Linked DNA regions of Mus musculus: region 2 is linked to region 1. A link is a contact called in public promoter capture Hi-C data. All regions are on one chromosome and are shown on one strand. Each heading gives the region's core, a stretch centred on a gene start, on an enhancer-like site or on the middle of the called end of the contact. The rest is flanking DNA. Distances are from core to core; before and after follow the strand shown.

Region 1 (3,089 bases), core at 385-2,884:
TTAAGAGTTCCCTTGTATGCTGCAGTTGATTTCAAAGAAAACTCCTTAAAGGAAGGACATCAAGGAAGAAAGTTAATGAGTCACCACTGGTTGTATTGTAACACTGCCTTTTGTTGCAGGACCAAATAAATGTCTAGTTAACACAGTAGGGTGGACTTAACAACCTTGTACAAAATTAGCGACACAACCCTTTTTCTCCTGGCAAGTTAGGATATTGTCTAATTTACAACACACCAAAAAGGGGGGCAAGAGACTAAAGATGAGGGAGTGCTCACTGCCCTGTGTTAAACAGTCTTCGCTGTCCTGCCTTTCCCTCTGCAGTCTGCAGGAGCTTGGCCCTGTGTCTGAGTACTGGAACATTCAGAGACTACTAAGCGCCCTTTTGACTTTGTGCCCTCCTCTACGCAATGTACCTTTGAATGTGTTTTTCAGAACAAAGTAATAAAGGGTTATTTTATGTGCTTTTCATTTTAAAAATCTTCCCCATTTTATTTTGATTTTTAACTCTATGGCAAAGTCTTATTTCCTTGCTAACTTTGCCACTTTTATTTTAGGGTCAAGAACGATAACTCATTTTTAGTGTTATATGCCAATCTGTGTTAATTTAAAAGTGGCAAATATAAATAATACATATTTTTAGGAAATGGTAGACTTGAAAAATCATATTGTGAGCATAGTTGAGAGCAAATGGACAAATGGGCTGCTTTCAGTAGCCTGGGATTTGTACTAAGGTTTAAAGCTGTAAGAGTAAGAAAGTCTTAAATGTTCTTGTTTCCTGAAGATGGATACAATGTTACATTCAACATTCTAAGGCATGAGGTATTTATTTTTATTCATGTAATAAAGTTGTATGCAAAACCATGTTTTCATGTTTATAAAAATGCATAATAATGAGTCTAGGAATACCCCTTAAAACATATAAATATTTATATGGAAGTGTTTAAAATATTGTGCACATAGGTACTTTATAGCAACTCAGACTGTCTTTCTTTGTATTCTGTAATACTAAGCATGTATGCCATTCCGTTTTGATAAAGAGTACATCTCTTTGAGATGTGTGGGTTTATTTCTTACCGAAGCCTTCCTGAGATCAGCATTCTCTACAGCTGTGTTATAGATGATGTCACTGTATTGAATAGCTTGTCCTGATTTTAGCTTAATAAATACCGTTTGCTCAGAGAAGCCTCCTTTCGTGCCTCAGTGTGACATCTCTGTCTCCATAGCCCCCTTACCCTGTTTACGGGAGCTTCTCCTAATGGTAGTAACTTAGCTTCTTGTCTGCTAGCACTTCTCATTCCCCAACATCTCAGACAGGGCAGGGACTTTGGTCCACGGGATCCCTAGGTCGCATGCCAGTACTTTACGTAAGAGTGGCTCTGAATGGCCAAGTGATAAGTTAGTACGAAAATAGCAGTCTCTGGACACTGGACAACGTATGCATTTATGTTTCTAAACAGAGATTCAGAAAGATACCAAGAACTGATACCGACAATAGCAAATGTTTGTAACTTTACTGGGTTTGGAAAGGAGAATACATTCTGGAAATGTCATCATGGTTCATTTCCAGGACTAGTTGCATATGTAGCATAGTGAAAGTAAAGTGCCCAGTGGCTGTCCTTGGTAATGGCTGGAAACACCCAAGGAACTCCTTCCTGGGGAACTAACAGCAGGAGATGTTTTCTGAGTCCCTGTCTGTGTGCGCTGATTGCAGAAGTGTGACAATAAGGGAGATCCTACTAAGAGTCCTGTGTCTGAGAGTAACTCTGACCTCTGGTACACTCAGGGGAGAGGGAAATGGTCTGTACAACAGACATTCCCCTTCAAGGAGAGGAACGTGCAACCGTGATGTTCCCATGGAATTTTCCATCTGCACTTCCTTGTCTTTGTTCTCCTTGGTGATCCGTTATTTAAAACGTTCTGCTGATGAACTGAGCTCTGCTCTCCGCAGCCAGATCCAGTGGAAAGTTTTCAACCTGCTGAATGGTTTCTATTTGTTTGCTCAAAAGCAACCATAAGGTCACGGTCATGTAGTCTGAAATAAGTTTGTATCTTTATACAGACCTCGGTGCTAACATAATATCTACTCACTTTTCATTAATTTCACATGGCTACCGATGCCCCTAAAATGTGAAAGAGCAGTTCAGAAAATATAACTAGTAAATTGAGTGTCCATTAAAATATATTTAATAATCTTTTAGATTAAGAAGCGTCAGAAGAGCAAATGATAATAGAGACTTAACAACAGGGCAGCAGACATCTTGCATAATCCAGCATGAGGAGCTGTTGATTTTGGCCCAGCTCTAAATTGGCTGCACCTCTAAAGATGTCTCACTTTCATGATATATTGTTCTTGTTCTCTGACTATACTCCATTGTGCAATCTCCCACGCAAGCAGAGGCAGCAGAAATGGCCTGTAGTTACGGATTTCCAAATAACCTTTATAAGCACATAAGAAACTCCGCAAACATGCATGTGTTTCAGTGTTCTTGGAATTATTTTGAGAAAGATGTGGTGGAAGTCTACATTTTGATATCCCAAAATAATAAACTCAACAGATTCATTTTTACTTACATACATGGATTTTAATTATACTTGACAAAACCCAGCCCTAAAGCTCCTGATAGCAAGAAGCATTGTCTGTGCAGTCCATGAAGTAAGTCACTCTTAGCACAGCTGTATTCCCTCCCAGGCATCTGGGGCTCTTCCTGTTCTTATTTTTGTTTAATCTGGTTTTGGTGTAAGGAAGACGGCAGCATACTGACGCAACTCCAGGTTGTTGTGCCTATTCCTTGGTGATATTGGCTATGAGATAAGTTTGGCTTGCACCCAGTTGCAAAGGGCTGCCAGACAAGTCACAAGTTATTTTTCACTTCTCCTAAAATGGTAGTTTTTAATAAGGAGAACCCATCTTAATCTATCTGAAAATAATGAGATATGTACATTTCTAGAAGTTTATTTATGCTTTTTTATTTCATATATGCAAGTAAGTCTCAATTTCACTTTTATAAGTGATTATGGAAAGCTAAGATTTCATTGGATAATGGCATTTAAATATATGGAAAAGCATGGTTATTCATTCTTTATTCTGC
Region 2 (3,089 bases), core at 248-2,747, 230 kb after region 1:
CCAAAAGATAAGCCAAGAAACGCGTGGGCAGAAATGGTAGATCTGGGTCTCTGTAAGGTTGGTTTTCCAAAGTTAACTTTTAAAAGTTCCCCTTTTTAAAAATGGATTCTATGATTTATAAAGAATCTGCTTGGTTTACGTTCAAAATAAAAATTTGGGGTGATCAGGAAGTAGAAATCAGCTGCTGGTGCTGAGTGTAGGGAAGAGTTGATGCTGGCAGCTGATAAATGTTTGGGCTGGGAGCACTCCTACCTTGGAGTACTGTGAACATATGTACATAATATGTAAACAAACCAGCATTTGCTGGAAATAACCGGGGCAGCGAGTTCCTCTAACATTACAGAGCAGCGTAAGACGATTAAAATAAGTCAGAATCTACGACAAAACACCCCCTGTCCGATTTCGCTGTTTATCACAGGATTGTTACAAATGACTAAGTCCTAGAAACATGACAGGCCACGCGTTTAAAACATTTCAAATGTTAATCTGAATGCTCTTCAATGTAACACAGAGCACCAACAAGTCTTAACAAGTCGTCGGGTGCCAGACAAAGAAATTCCATTTAAATTCCGGAGGTGGAAAGGTAATTTCAGCGCGGACCACCCTGCCAGCCCACTACATCTTAGAGAGAGATGCGGGGCTTGGGGAAGAGGGCGGGTTGAGCAATAGCTACAGGTGAAGCCTCCGCAGAGCACCCAGAATAAAAGCTGCACCTGCATTTCCTGGCATAGCCTGCTTCGCTGGATCCACTCAGCAACAACGTGACCGTCGGATCCCGGCTCCCACAGACAAACCCGCATCTCAAAACAAACAAACAAAAATGTAGCCCGCGTTCCCGCTGGAACCACAGCTGGGTCACAAAACCAACCGCCCTGGGAGGGACCCACGGGGCGGAAGTGCGCTTTCCTGTGCGGGGACGGGATCTGAGGGAGGCCGGAGCTCTACCCACGTCCTCCCTGGGCCGCGGCTGACCGCGGCCGCCCCGCCGCACGCGCTTCCCCAACAGCCTCCCATGCAGGGCGCGGAGGGTCGGTGGGGAGACGCCGGCGTGGGACGGCGGGCGGGCGGGCGCGGGGACCGCCCTGCCTTCGCGTCCCCAGGCGCCCCCGCCAGCCGGGCCCACCCGCGCGCGGCTCTGCGGCCCCGGAGGCGGCCGCGGCCTGCAGGAGAGTCCCCGGCTGCCGCCCGGCCCGGCCTCCCGCCCCGCGCACCTCTCCTTGGAGTAGAGCTGCAGCTGCTGCTCGCGCTGCCTCTTCCGGGTGAACGCCATGGAGGCCCAGGGCTCGCAGGCCGCCGACTGTCCCGAGCAGTCCCGAGCGGCCGCACCGGGCGGGCAGGCGGGCGGGCGGCCGGGAGCCCCACGCTGCGCCCCAGGGCCCGCGGCGTCCGGACGGCGCTCACCGCAGCATCCTCGCGTGGGGACTCGGGCGACGCCGTGACTCAGGCCCGGAGGAGGGGCGCGCAGTGACCTGAGGCCGCGGGAGCCGCGTCCTACACTGCCCCGACTAACCTCTGCAGCGCTGCTGCGGCGAGGATACCTCCCACGTGAGCCTGAGACCTGCCCGGGAGCCCCCCAGTTCGTTGGCGGCGGGGATTTGAAATAACAAGGTTTTTGGATGTTTAGTCCCAAATTTCAGTCTTTGAAATAAATAATCGATGGGATTTTATTTTATTTTTTTCGCCCGTGTATGGTGTAGCGGTTCTTAGTAATATTCATATTTAGGTTGCAACTATTATCACAGTGATGGGATATTTTTACTATCTCAAAAAGAAACCTTTACCTTTTAGCAATCACTACTCCTAGGTGCATCTCCACAAACCTTTGCCCTAGAAAACAGTACTTAACTTTCTGTCTCTGTGAATTTGCCTAGCCTGGACATCTAGAATAAAAACATCCATACAATATGTGGTCTTTGTGTCTGATTTCTTTCATTTAGCACAATGCTTCCAAGGTTCGTCTGAGGTATAGCACAAGTCAACATTCTATTCCTTTTTATCACGGAAGTGTATTCCATTGTATCACACACTGCATTCCTGTTAATATATTCAACAGTTGCCAGGCACAGCAGTGTTCCCACCTTTTGGCTATAAGCATTCACGTACCCGTTTATGTGTGTAAATGCTTTCATTTCTGTTGAGTGAAGTCGAAATCAAAGGGTGGAGTTTCTAGACTGTTTTAATAAGTCCATCTGTGAACTCTGAAAGTCTGCTACTGTGCTTTCAAAGTATCCATTTAACTCCCACTAGCAGTAAAGAAAGGTTCTTACCTTCAACAATACTTACCTTTTATATTCTGTCCTGCCAACTATGACTCGTATTTCATTGGGGTTATGATTTCTCAATACCCTGAGAATACGCTGGATATTGCTTACCTTTAAGGGACTCTCAAATAACAAGCCTCTAAGTTGTGTGTGTTGAAACACTCCTAGTGTTGGCTTAAGAATCAAGTTCTGCAGGGTTGAAAAAAAAGCACAACAATGGCAACAATTAGCTGTCCTTCATCACTGGCAGCATGTGGGGGAAGATCGGAAGTCATAACTGAAGAGACCTGAGTACCCTATGTCAGTGAATCTCTTCCTTTTATCCGAGTGCTGCACAGACTCTGTAACTACCCTAATGGTCCTTGGGAACGAGCTTGTGTGCATGTGTGCACAATGACATAAGATTATGAGAATGGCTAAGATACCATCTGAAAATTTTCTGTGTGGCAAATAGTATAGTAGATGCTATGGACTCAAAGGAGAGAAATTAATTTGGCTGGAATAAAGTAATTAAAAAATAGACCAGAATCTAAGTTTTCTTTTCATTAAACATTGAGGAAAGATGTGGTCCTGGTAGTGGTGGAGAGTGACAGAGTCTCTCCTTGGCCAAATTCTATCCAGGTCCTGAGTTCTCTCAAGCTTTGATCTTAGCTTACAAAAACGGGGGACTTCCATCTCGTTCCCTCTCCATATTAAGAGCCTTAAAGCTCTGGCATCATTTCTAAGGGTTCCTCCGGATGGCCCTAAGCCCCTTTCAGTACCTGTTCAAAGCTGCCAAGAGATCTTGTTGCTGTCCTCAACTACTGTCTACATAGGCTGGAACTCGTG

What was found. Promoter capture Hi-C pulls out the DNA fragments that hold promoters and counts their contacts.
Region 2: a contact with region 1 is called in a promoter capture Hi-C map of liver, with 2.4 times the contacts expected there. The contact joins the promoter of Nsmaf here to the enhancer-like site in region 1. A contact is called at or near these places in 12 of 39 promoter capture datasets (the 3T3-L1 cell line, 3T3-L1-derived adipocytes, the C10 cell line and 8 more), 1 of 484 Hi-C or Micro-C datasets (bone marrow-derived macrophages), 11 of 115 datasets of contacts at active chromatin or transcription factors (CD8 T cells, bone marrow-derived macrophages, effector CD8 T cells and 7 more) and 3 of 9 other capture datasets (adipose tissue, liver and pancreatic islet).

What each region holds. Positions count from the first base shown.
Region 1 is chr4:6,220,502-6,223,590 of GRCm38.p6, forward strand. No RefSeq gene overlaps it. Among named protein-coding and RNA genes, the nearest start is that of Ubxn2b, 31 kb to the left of the region's middle. Within about 2 kb of position 1,635, at least 45 of the 459 cell types and tissues checked have an H3K27ac peak or open chromatin away from gene starts, as enhancers often do. A contact at or near this core is called in adipose tissue, liver and pancreatic islet, where this site is marked.
Region 2 is chr4:6,452,774-6,455,862 of GRCm38.p6, forward strand. It overlaps Nsmaf (neutral sphingomyelinase (N-SMase) activation associated factor), which reads right to left and starts at 1,498. Exons shown (of 31, transcript NM_010945.2): 1 at 1,212-1,498. The coding sequence starts at 1,270.